3 separate regions of the Sus scrofa genome follow, and regions 2 and 3 are each linked to region 1. A link is a contact called in public HiChIP or PLAC-seq data. All regions are on one chromosome and are shown on one strand. The core of a region is the stretch at or near the end of the contact, and the rest is flanking DNA. Distances in the headings are between cores, read along the strand shown. Region 1 has its middle 62 kb from the start of CDCA7L. Region 2 overlaps CDCA7L (cell division cycle-associated 7-like protein). Region 3 overlaps CDCA7L (cell division cycle-associated 7-like protein).

What was found. HiChIP or PLAC-seq counts read pairs in DNA pulled down with a chosen protein or histone mark.
Region 2: a contact with region 1 is called in an H3K27ac HiChIP or PLAC-seq map of skeletal muscle. The contact joins two enhancer-like sites. A contact is called at or near these places in 2 of 47 Hi-C or Micro-C datasets (embryonic fibroblasts and epiblast stem cells) and 1 of 2 datasets of contacts at active chromatin or transcription factors (skeletal muscle).
Region 3: a contact with region 1 is called in an H3K27ac HiChIP or PLAC-seq map of skeletal muscle. The contact joins two enhancer-like sites. A contact is called at or near these places in 2 of 47 Hi-C or Micro-C datasets (blood and embryonic fibroblasts) and 1 of 2 datasets of contacts at active chromatin or transcription factors (skeletal muscle).

The regions. Positions count from the first base shown.
Region 1 is chr9:90,867,263-90,871,275 of Sscrofa11.1, forward strand. No RefSeq gene overlaps it. Among named protein-coding and RNA genes, the nearest start is that of CDCA7L, 62 kb to the left of the region's middle. Within about 2 kb of position 2,054, at least 8 of the 83 cell types and tissues checked have an H3K27ac peak or open chromatin away from gene starts, as enhancers often do. A contact at or near this core is called in skeletal muscle, where this site is marked.
Region 2 is chr9:90,774,710-90,778,722 of Sscrofa11.1, forward strand. It overlaps CDCA7L (cell division cycle-associated 7-like protein), which reads right to left. Exons shown (of 10, transcript XM_003482681.4): 3 at 3,431-3,568. Among named protein-coding and RNA genes, the nearest start is that of CDCA7L, 31 kb to the right of the region's middle. Within about 2 kb of position 1,807, at least 4 of the 83 cell types and tissues checked have an H3K27ac peak or open chromatin away from gene starts, as enhancers often do. A contact at or near this core is called in skeletal muscle, where this site is marked.
Region 3 is chr9:90,797,275-90,801,287 of Sscrofa11.1, forward strand. The region is part of intron 1 of CDCA7L (cell division cycle-associated 7-like protein); the gene reads right to left. Among named protein-coding and RNA genes, the nearest start is that of CDCA7L, 8.0 kb to the right of the region's middle. Within about 2 kb of position 2,372, at least 7 of the 83 cell types and tissues checked have an H3K27ac peak or open chromatin away from gene starts, as enhancers often do. A contact at or near this core is called in skeletal muscle, where this site is marked.

The DNA of each region.
Region 1 (4,013 bases), core at 804-3,303:
GGCATAGAAGTGGGCATGGTCTGGCCCCTGACTCCCTTCGTTCCATTGTTGCTTATGGACTTCCTCCTAGTCCCTTCCCCGACTTCCCCACCTCCACATCTCAAAACACCACCACCTTTTGAGGTCCAGCCCCAAGTTTCTTGCAGCTCCCCCTACACAAGCCAGGCTCCCTATGATCTCCCAGCTCTTGCACATGTATTTGCCTCTTGCATATCCTTCCCCACATGTCCTTGACCCTCTGGCTTCTTACCTTTCCTCAAGGTTAATTCCCATTCAGATACTCTCCAGAGATTCCTTTGGGTCTGCATGAAAAGATTAGGAGCTTTCTCTTTGGTCTTCCCATTGAGCCTTCTGAAAACCTTTATTCCTTTTCTGACACCATTGCTCTAATTCCTGGTTGCAAGGCTATAAACCTGTATGGTTTTCCTGACAAACCATTCCGACTGGAAGACAAGAATCGTATTTTATTCATCTTGTACTCAACTTCATTTTGAAGAGTACCTGCTATAGTTTGGGTGCTTAAAACAATTGACTGGATGGATGGATGATGATATCAACTCAAAGGAAACTCCTCAATCATGACACCACTGATTACTTTCAGAATTAAGAATAAAGAAATTTCTGACTTTAAAAGGAAAGCATTTAATTGGAAGTCTATAGTTACAGATTTTAGTCCAGTGATTTACCCCCTAGCTTAGATCAGTTGTTGTATCTCATTGATGTAGCCTAAAAATGGAACAAAAAAAAAAAATAAGGAGCATTTAAATACCATTTACAGACTTGCTAGAAGTCACCAGTCCACCTTACACAGGCAAAAACTAACAAAACTTAACAAGAAAATAAACGCCAGATACTCTCAAGATAAAAAAACGGCCACAAGCTCTGGATATGGTAAAAGAAAAATTGGATCATATCTGTGCTCCTTTCTGCTTCTGAATTCTCGTCTTCCTGATGAACAAGAGGGCAAGGCAAGGGGTTTTGAGGTTCAACCTGTGCCTTGCTGGCAAAACTCCGGAAGTGAGAAAAAAAAAAGGCACTCTCTCCCTGCTTCAGATCCTTAGCAAGGCTTCACTGAAGGCTGCGGAGGAGTGAGGGTGTCTATACCTGCTATTTCCTTCCTATCTCAACACTGTGTAACAGTACTCAGGCTGCGGAAAAAAACAGATCAGGAAGCTGTCTATTGGGCAGGCTCTGTGATAACTGCCCTCACTTCTAGTAATTTCTATTAGCATACAGAAAGCTTTGTGACTTTAAATTCTACCAGTCTCTGCTGGTGGCACCTTTACTGCTTGCCTCTGGGGAAGTGATTATTGCGAATGTACATGGTTTGATCCACAATATACAGTATCGTGTGAAGCTTGCTTTTATTGCCTTCAGCCTTTTCTTTCTTGCAATTTATTTTAATACATTTGAAATTATTATCCCAAACATTAGCCAGCTGGCCCGCTGGGGTTTCCTTTGCTGGATTCACAGTCTCTCTTTTTCTAATCCTCTCTTCATGGATAATCCACTCTAATGCTTCTTGGCTCTTGAGGGGGTTTTGCTATTACTACCTGTTGATTAGAAATTCACTTTGTCCTGTGTAGGTGGTTCTAATGGTTAGGTAATGAACACCTTATTAGAGTCAGCTGAGGTCAGAGTTATAGTCATGAGGTTTTCTTTCTTTTCCCCAGATTTCTGGATGCTTACTTATCTTTTTTTTCTTTCTTTTTTTTTTTTTTTTTTTTTTTTTTCCTCCTGAGCTGCAATTCAGTGAGCTGGTCTTTGAAAAGAGTCTCCAAGACCTCGCCTCTCAGAAAAAGAAAAAAGAGCAGGAAGAAAGGAGAAGAAAACTGTATGGTAAGACCTGAGAAAGAGAAAGGCTTTTATTTCAGCTGCACAGATGCCAGGTATATGTCACTTTTGTCTTTGCCAACCACTGGGCCTTCAGGGTCCTGGCTGCGGGCTTCCCTGCTGACAGAGGTGGAGGGTTTAGGAGGGGAGCCAGGAGGAGAGCAGGCAGCAGGCAGTGTTTTCAATCATCAGAGGCCACCCAGATGCCAAGGGTATGAAGTCAGAAGCCAGCTGGGTGTGTGGCCACGTGGTAGGAGCACCAAAGCCAAGTGTTCCAGTGGGTCCCCCAGCCCCGCTGAATCCTCTCCAAAGTTGAGCTTCTCCAGCTCCCTCTGCAGAGAACCCCAAATGAATCGTGCTTCCTAACAGCCACTTCAGGAAGAGGTGCCGGGTGTCTCATCAGATGGAGCATTTCTGTATTGAAAAATCTGTGGTCTGCATTTGTCCTAAGGGACCTGCAGTTTACAGTGGGGTAACTACTGGCTACATTTCACCTGCCCCTCCATAGAGGTTTTTAAAATTACTACTATAGGTTTCAGAACAACACTCTCTGCCCCATTCTTTTTTTTCTTTTTTCCCCCTGTCCTTTTGTCTTTTAGGGCCGCACCCACAGCATATGGAGGTTCCTAGGCTAGGGGTCTAATCAGAGCTGTTGCTGCCCGCCTACACCACAGCCACAGCAACGCCAGATCCTTAAGCCAGTGAGCAAGGCCAGGCATGGAACCCACGTCCTCATGGATGCTAGTCGGGTTCGTTAACCACTGAGCCACGACAAGAACTCCTCTCTGCCCTATTCTTGATAGCCCCACCAAAGGTGTCCTTTTAGTCTGTCTATAGCTACATTTTGGAGGTGTTGAAGCTTGTGTGAATACCTCGCCAGGGGATTCTGTTATTTATATCCAGCTAGTCTCTGAATCACACATATTGCCTGGTGCTTTGTGGGTAATTAATAAAAAGGGAGGAAGAGAAGGACAAAGAAAGGAGAGGTTTGAGAGGCAGGAGAGTAAGGGGGATTATTTGATGATGGTGGTTGCCATTCTTTTTCCCTTTTAAATTATCCCTGTGCCTATTAGCCCTTAGCACTTTGGTACACATTTTCACCATTTTATTGTGTTTTATTCCACTGTTGGATAGCTTACTGTATATGTTTCCAGTGGAAAGGCCCCCAATGAGATGAATGGAAGTAAATGGCCTGGAGAAGTTTTAATGGCTGTCCTCCAAGAGAGAAACTCAGTATGGTACCCAATTCGTTAAGATACAGTTTCTCTTCCTATAACAATGACCCAACTAAATGATAGCTTAAACAGAACAGAAGGTAATTATTTCTCATGCAATCACTGAAGTAAGAAGTTCAGGGATGAATTGTTGATTCCCTGGTATAAGGAACAGAGGGGTCCTGGATTCACTATCCTGGTGGTTGGTCATTTTTATCTCATTTCAAGTGGACCGTCTACCTGTCTACATTTAAGAATAAGGGAAGAAGAAAAGGGACGGGACAGAGCACCTGGGCACATGCTTTCTTTTTTAGGATATGACCTAGAACTTGTATACATCACTTCTGGAACCGAGCAGAACCCTAGATCCACCCTTCCCCCTAAGTACAAAGGCCCCTCCATGTCTTCAGCCTCTTGTTTATAGCAAAGATGAAGTCTCCCAGGCCTGAGTCACAAAAGCACAGGCTCAAGCAGTGTCTGAGGCAGACTCCTGAGGTGTTTTATTGATACTGTAACTGCTGCCAGAAGGATAAAGCTAACCGCAGGATGACCAGACTGCAGGCATGACATGAACTGTTCTATCTTGAGCAATACCGAGTCTATGATGAGCACAGTTCTAAGAACTCACCATAAGAGAATGGGATTAACGCTATTGCTCATAATAGTGTCTTTGTGGACATCAAAGTAATTGTAATTTGTTCTGCCTGTATATGTAAGTGGGCAAGTACAACTATGAGCAAAAAGACACTACTGATCAAGGTTGAGAGCTTCCACTCTAAGGATGTGGTGCCCTATGTCGGCATGAAGAAGTTACAGAAGGAGGATCTTCCTCTATGATCCCATAGAAATGGCATGATATTCTGACAAGCAGAGATTTGATTTTTAAGCAGCTTTTGGCAGGAAAAAGCTTTTTGCAGGAAAGAGCTCTCTGCAGGAGGCACCCCTTTGTCTTGTCACTAATCTTAA
Region 2 (4,013 bases), core at 557-3,056, 93 kb before region 1:
CACCCATGAGCAGACGGTGTTCCCATGAGAGCACCAGGCTAGATGCAAAACGCTGACACGGTGGGGCTCCTCCACAATGGACCAACCAAGCTGGCACATCTGAGAGCCAAGATATATGGGACTGTTCACGACCTAAGACGTATCTTCAGGTAAAAATGTGGTGCTCAGTGCCCAGATAAAATACCATTTGGCCCTCAAGAGCAGGAACAGGACTCATGAACAAGAGTAACAGGAGTGACCTCAATTCAGTGACGAGACCAGGGAGCAGGCAGATGACCTGCCATCAGGCTCAGTGGGGGTACGCCATCCCCAGGACATGCTGGGTCCTCATTCAAGGACAGCCCCCCTCCCTTTTCTGTAAGAGCCAGGGGCTAAAATCAGGCAGGGAGCTCTGCGGATGGTTGCAGGCACCTGTTGCCGACAGCTCATGAATTCTCCGCCCCAATTTTCAATCTCCACTCGGTGCAGGTCTCCAGCATTAAAACCAAACTTAGTCTTACGTGTGAGAAGAACACAGTAAGAACAGAGGGCAATGGCCCAGGGGATAACGGGTGACATCTCAGATGCAAAGGACTCTTAGCCTTTAAACCCACAGCAGAGATGGGTTTAAGTATCAAGAGCAAGGCCATCATCCTTGATCACAGGCTGGTAAGGTCAGCCTGGGAACCTCCATCGGGAACTCCTGCTGTGAGGCCAGCCGAGAACAGCACGAGGAGGGGCCTGGGACTGACTTAAGTGATTGTGCTTCGTCCTCGGTGACCACCTCCGAAATTTCAGTTGGACTCAAGTTAAACATTTAAGGCAGAGGGAGGGAAAAACGGCAGGTAACTTCCAAACCTTGGTGTATGTGTCCGTCCACACCAAGCCAGGCAGAGAAAGAAGACGGACTACCGTTCTGATTTATCTATTTGAATATCCTCAACTTTCCAGGTCCAGAGCACTGGAATTCCAAATGGGGAGCTGCAGAGGAATCTACTTCAGAAGATGATGTTGGAGACTTTGAAGGAAGTAGCTCCCCTGACTAGCTTTATTCATTTATCATAATCGTCATCCAGCCTGCCTCTCTTTACCAACCATGTGGAGTAGCTTACTACAAAGGGCTGAAGTCAGGAAAGAGCATACTGGAAACACCAGCGGAGACCCAGACCTAAGGGGAAGAACACGGGGACCAGCACCATGGCCGTAGGCGTTTCCCATCTGGCAAAATCACATGACACCAAGGTAGAGTCACATCCCAGCATCAAAAAGGTGGTCTCGGAGTTCCTGTTGTGGCTCGGCGATTAATGAACCCAACTAGTATCCATGAGGACATAGGTTTGATCCCTGGCCTCGCTCAGTGGGTTAAGGATCCGGCATTGCCATGAGCTGTGGTGGAGGTGACAGACACGGCTCAGATCCAGCACTGCTGTGGCTGTGGCGTGGGCTGGCAGCTGTAGCTCCAAGTGGACCCCTAGCCTGGGAGCCTCCATATGTCCCTGGAGGTTAGGTACGGCCCTAAAAAGACCAAAAAAAAAAAAAAGTGGTCTCACCAGGGTGGGCAGGAGGTTGGGTGGGGAGGCAACAAGGCTTCCTCTCTCACTGAATTTTAAAATACAGTATGTGGGTGGACCTGCCCTGAGCTATGACGTCTATGAGAGTCAGTATCAAGTGTCACAATTCACTATATGTAATGAATTCATCATATTCTGAGAGGAAAAAAAGACTTCTGGAGTCGTTAACTTTCCCATGCTAGAAATAGATTCTTTGAATATCCCAACATTATGTAGCTAAAAAACAGAAGATACGTAAGTCACTAAGAGTAGATGATACCCATTAGGGGTTGGAAGGATCTCAGTGGCTTGCTGGCAAGAAACCGGAGACGTGCTGGCCAGAACACATGAACTGCCACGCAAATAGCTTGGGAGAGAAAGCCAAGGGGGCGAGGGGGCTGCACTGGAGCCTACAGGTTGGCACAGCTCCGTGCTGCTATTCATAGAAGAAAATCACTATCAAGCAAGGCAGCCTACCATTAGGGCTTTCAGGCCCTAAGTCATCCCAGAAAAAGGTGAAGGACAAAGCAACCCTACTGGTTACAGCTTATTTAATCTATATAAGTTCCACACCGGAAATGGTTCCTTGGGCTCTTCTGAGCCTGACAAGGCTTAACCTCTTTATCCCTCACCTTGTTACTCAGGAAGAAGACGGTGTACTGATGTTTTAAGACAAATGAATGCTATTTTTCAGCTAGTAGAAAACACCCTGGGAGTTCCCGTCGTGGTGCAGGGGTTAACGAATCTGACTAGGAACCACGAGGTTGCGGGTTCAATCCCTCGCCTTGCTCAGTGGGTTAAGGATCCGGCATTGCCATGAGCTGTGGTGTAGGTTGCAGACATGGCTCAGATCCCACGTTGCTGTGGCTCTGGTGTATGCTGGAGACTACAGCTTCAATTCGACCCCTCGCCTGGCAACCTCCATATGCCATGGGAAATGGCCCTGGAAAAGGCAAAAAGACAAAAAAAAAAGAAAGAAAAAAGAAAACACTCTGATGCCGAAAAAGATCCAAAGGCTCTTCAAAGTGAGCCTGAAATTCAAATACTGGTCAGCAGTAAACCGGCCTAAATATATAGAATAAAAGGAAGAGATCAGCCAACAGGTCTCTGATGGCGAAGTGCTGAGGGCAGATTTCCCTCAGGAAGCCAGCAGGCCCAGGTCACCGTTATCATTAAAAAGCACGTCAGCACAGAGAACACTCTAGGTTGGTGCCACAGCTAAAGTTCTGCCCAATTAACTCCAAACCTAAGAACGTTACTTTGCACACAACAAGAAATGACTTTCAGGAACTTGTGGCTCCCACAGAGACCCTCCTCTTTTTGGGTAAAAGAGGCTCAAAAAGAGTCTCAAAAAAATTTATTTGATAAGGACAGTAAAGGGAGTTCCCGTCGTGGCTCAGCAGAAATGAATCCGACTAGGAACCATGAGGTTGTGGGTTCGATCCCTGGCCTCGCTCAGGGGGTTAAGGATCTGGCACTGCCATGAGCTGTGGTGTAGGTTGCAGACGCGGCTTGGATCCCGCGTTGCTGTGGCTCTGGCATAGGCCGGTGACTACAGCTTCAATTCGACCCCTAGCCTGGGAACCTCCAAATGTCTCAGATACAGCCCTAAAAAGACACACACACACACACAAAAAGGACAGTAAGGGATGCCTAGGACACATCCCTCCAAACTCCAAAGGCACCTGGGGATTTCCTCTATAAGAATGATAGACTGCTGGACCAGGGATTCACTTTTTTTTTTTTTTTTTTTTTGTCTTTTTTTTGCCATTTCTTGGGCCGCTCCTTAAGAAAGAAGTTATCGTTTCAGTTGTGAAGTGACTCCTTGCAAGGAACAATACAATTCGGAAACAGGACTAAAAATACTGCAACCCACACTGCCTCATGTGGCTAATGATTACCATTACTTCTGAGGAACTATTAACATTCAGGTCACTCTGCGTAAATCCTTCAAAATCTTCCGTCTCTGAGTCAGTGTCCTCTATAAAAATTCTTCTTAGTTCTTCCGTGAAGTATTTGGAATGGAAACGCACCTCCTGCTAAATTAAAAATACAAATATGTCAGAAAGACAGAAGAATGGAAGTCAGAAGGGACTGGGAGCAGTGGGGAGTGATTGTTTCATGGGCACAGAGTTTCTGTCCGAGATGATGAAAACCTTCTCAAGCAGATAATGGTGAAGGCAGCTTGGCACCGGGATGGTACTTAACGACACTTGGTGTCTTGCAGGCAGGAAACTGGGGACTTAGGTGCACTTAAAAATTATTAAAATGGTAAATTTTACACTGTGTCTATTTTACCACAATGAAACACACCTACTTATGTACATATTTGCCATGTACAAATGGAAATGTACAAACACAAACTGAACGATTTCAACAAATCGGAGTAGCCCCTGCCTCTATCAGCTTATGTGACTGGCATGTGCTGATGGAATTCAGCTTCAGCTTCTCTGGCTAGGGCAGGCCAGCAGGCATGAGGGCTTT
Region 3 (4,013 bases), core at 1,122-3,621, 70 kb before region 1:
ATTCACAAGAGGCAAAGATGGAAAAAAATCCACCTGTTCATCACAGACAAATGGATTTAAAAAAACTGTGGTATATACAATATAAATGGAATATTATTCAACCATAAAAAAGAGCAAAGTACCAATCTGTACTGCAGTGTAGATAAACATGGAAATCATTATGCTAAGTAAGAGAAAACGGCCACATATTATATGATTCCATTCAGATGAAATATCTAGAACAGGTTAAATCCAGAAGCCAAAAGCAGCTTAGTGGTTGCCAAGGGCTGAAGGAGAGAGAAATGGGGAACAACTGCTTAAAAGGTACAGGGCTTCCCTTGAGGGTAACACTGATGACGGTTGAACAATACTGTGACTACTTAATGCCAATGAACTGAATACACTTGAAAATGGTTAAAATAGTAAACTGTATGTCATGTATTTTACAATTTAAAGAAAAGCAAAAGGAAAAAAAATCAATGCCATCTTTAAAAGAGAAAATGTTGGAGTTCAGCAGTAAGGAACCTGACGAGTATCCACATGGACATGGGTTTAACCGCTGGTCTCACTCAGTGGGTTAAGCATCCGGCATTTCCATGAGCTGCGGTGTAGGTTGCAGATGTGGCTCAGATCCTGTGTTGCCGTGGCTGTGGCGTAAGCTAGCAGCTACAGCCCCTATTTGATCCCCTAGCCTGGGAACTTCCGTATGCCATGAGTGCGGCCCTAAAAAGATGCAAAATAAATAAATAAATAAAATAAAAATAAAAGAGTAAATACAAGTGGGAGAAAATTAACAGACATGTTTGTGTCTAGGGCTTAGAAAAGCTTTTTAGAGCAGTAGCCAAGGAAGTTTTGGCAGAGATCCTGGGAGCGAAGTAAGCCAAACCACTTGGGAAGTTCTGGGTAATTTCCTTTCCCAGAAAGGTCAGCAGATAGGAAATGTAAAGCCAATGTTAGGATTTCTCTGTACTCTAAAAGACTAATCACAAATCAGACTAGTGTGTTCTAAGGGTTTCTTCAAGCAGGTGCTACTGGCATTTTGGTGGCTTCGTGCTGGAGGGCACCTGCCATCCCTGAACTCTACACCACTTAGTAACAAGCACACAACCACCCCACAATGACCAGCCACAAGAAACCAAGGTGTTTCTGTTACCCCAGAGCACTCAGAGGAGAACCACTGACTAAATCCTAATTGGAATATGCCTGCCTTTGCATGTCAGTCAGGACCGGAGAGGTTATAAAGCAGCAGCATCAAGTAATTCCAAGGCTCGATGGTTCAAAGCAAAGAAAGCTTCTTTCTTGTTCACGTGACACGATGGTCCCGGGCCAGCCAGGTGAACCACATCAGTGTCCTCACACAGGAACCAGGCTGACAGCGTGACCACCCTGGGGAATGCAGGCAGAGGGGCGGCAGAGGCATCGGGACTGGGTCAATGATGCGCCTGCTTTAAAGAACTCCACCTGGATGTGAAACAACGTGTCACCGGCCAGAGCACATCCAGAGCCTTGCCTATTTCAAAGGCCATGAAAATACACTCCTCCCATTTATCCAGAAGGAAAAGAACAGAACATCGTGTAGAGAATTGTGACAGCTTCCACACTATGACCAGAAAGCATTCCATGAAAGAAGACGCCGTGTCAATGTTCACTATTAAAAGTGATTACAGGAGTTCCTACTGTGACTTGGCAGTAATGAACCCGACTAGCATCCATGAGGACACAGATCTGATCCCTGGCCTCACTCAGTGGGTTAAGGATCTGATGTCGCTGCGAGCTGTGGTGTAGGTCGCAGACGTGGCTCAGATCCCAGGTTGCTGTGGCTGTGGTGTAGGCCAGTGGCTGTAGCTCCGGTTCAACCCCTAGACTGGGAACTTCCCTATACCATGGGTGTGGCCCTAAAAAGACCAAAAAAATAAAAGTGATCACAGAGTGCAAATGTACCAACATGCACCAGGCAGGCTAAGTGATCAAGGTGCAGTGAGTCACATGTGGTGGGGTGACAGAGACAATCTACAGTCAATTTCAACAAGGTAGGATAAATGGGAACAGGGAGGTCAGCCCAGGAAGGCACCTGACCCAACCGTGGGGTGATGGTAAGAGGAATTCGAGGGGCTGCGAGGTCGGCCAAGTCCACACTGCTGCAGGGCAGAGTCAGCCTGCAGGACCTGCAGGAAATTCCCAGGTGGAAGCAGGATTCTGGAGAACATGGAAGCAGGAGGTGCCCTGTCTTTCAAGGGGGGCAAGTGTCTGCGCCCAATGCAGACAAGCGCTGAGCAGACCTTCACACTGCTGGGCGATGGGGGGAAGGCTCTTCATCGCAGAGCCCAGTCCTGAAAGCCTCTTGACACCCTTCTGCCCTGGTAGTGGAAAACAAGCCAAACAATCCCTGGGTCGCTGGCCTGAGCAGGCTGCTGACACCACTTGGCTCCTGGCTTTGTGCCTCGGTGAGTATACACAGCCCCTAAGACCGCATCCTTTCTCAGCTCCTAATTAGAGTCTGGAAGAGGATCCGATCAGTGCGACGAAGGTCATGAAGACAACTAGACGCTCTTTTCGGTGAGCTTTTGAAGTGTGGGAAAAGAAAGAGGTGGGGTTTGGTTTGGTTTGGCTTGAAGACAGGTAAAGCAAGCCTTCCTGAAGAGGCCACGTGCAAGTGTGAGAAAGGCTGGATGAGGCCCTAGTGGCTTCAGCTATTTCAATTTTAAAAATTCCCAAATTAAAAAAAAAAAAAATGCCTGGGATCAACTATTAGGTAAAAAGAGAGACTTAAGAATATACAATGATTTTCAAGTGCACTTCTATTTTTTTGTTAACTTTCCTTTTTTTTTTTTCTTTGTCTTTTTGCCATTTCTTGGGCCGCTCCTGTGGCATATGGAGATTACCAGGCTAGGGGTCCAATCAGAGCTGTAGCCGCCGGACTATGCCAGAGCCATGGCAACACGGGATCCGAGCCACGTCTGTGACCTACACCACAACTCACAGCAATGCCAGATCGTTAACCCACTGAGCAAGGGGCAGAGATCGAGCCCGCAACCTCATGGTTCCTAGTCGGATTCGTTAACCACTGCGCCACGACGGGAACCCCAACTTTCCATTTTTAAACCAATGCTAATGAACAAAATAAAGGGCACTAGACATTCTGCATTAAAAAAATATTCTTAGAGATTTCAGTGTCAATGAATGCTGTCTCCCCCTACCCCCTGACCCATTTAAATGCCCTCAGTCACGGAGCTTCACATAAAAAGATATTGTGGTATGGGGGACTGGTTGGTGAGATATCGTTTCTACTTCAGGGTTTATTAAAGACATGATTTCTAAAATTATTTTTCAGGGTCACACCCACAGTATATGGAAGTTCCCAGGCTAGGGGTTGAACTGGAGCTATAGCTGCCAGCCTACGCTACAGCCACAGCAACACAGAATCCAAGCCACATCTGCAATCTACACCACAGCTTATGGCAACACCGGATCCTTTAACACACTAGGCCAGGGAGCGAACCTGCATCTTCATGGGTACTAGTCCAGTTCCTTACCACTGAGCCACAATGGGAACTCCCTGATTGCTAAATTTTATACTTGGCAGTTCCGTGTTTCTTGAGCTGGAGAGCTCAGTGATAGCCAGAGGGCTTTTAAGACCCTGGGTGGAACAGGGGAAGGGAATTTTTTTCCCAGAAGAGTAGTTTAAAATAGCGTTTTGGTATTAAAATAAATTAAAATGTATCATGGAATAGGTGTGACTTTTAAAAGACAAAACTGGAGATGATTGAGAAGATCTCGTGCACAGGCAGGATGGGAATGTTGCACCTCCAAGGCCTCTGGGGCAGGCACGAACTGGCCTCCATCCATTAATCCAACAAAAAATTGCCAGAAGCCCTGCGAAATGATGCTCCAGCCTGTCAAAACTCATACCTGCATCCACTGCACACTGACAACCCTAAAACATCCTTCTAAAAAATTTAACAAATATTTAACACCTACAATATGCCAGGCCCTGCACAGACTGGGGTAATTATCATTTCTGGCCTCCCCCGGGA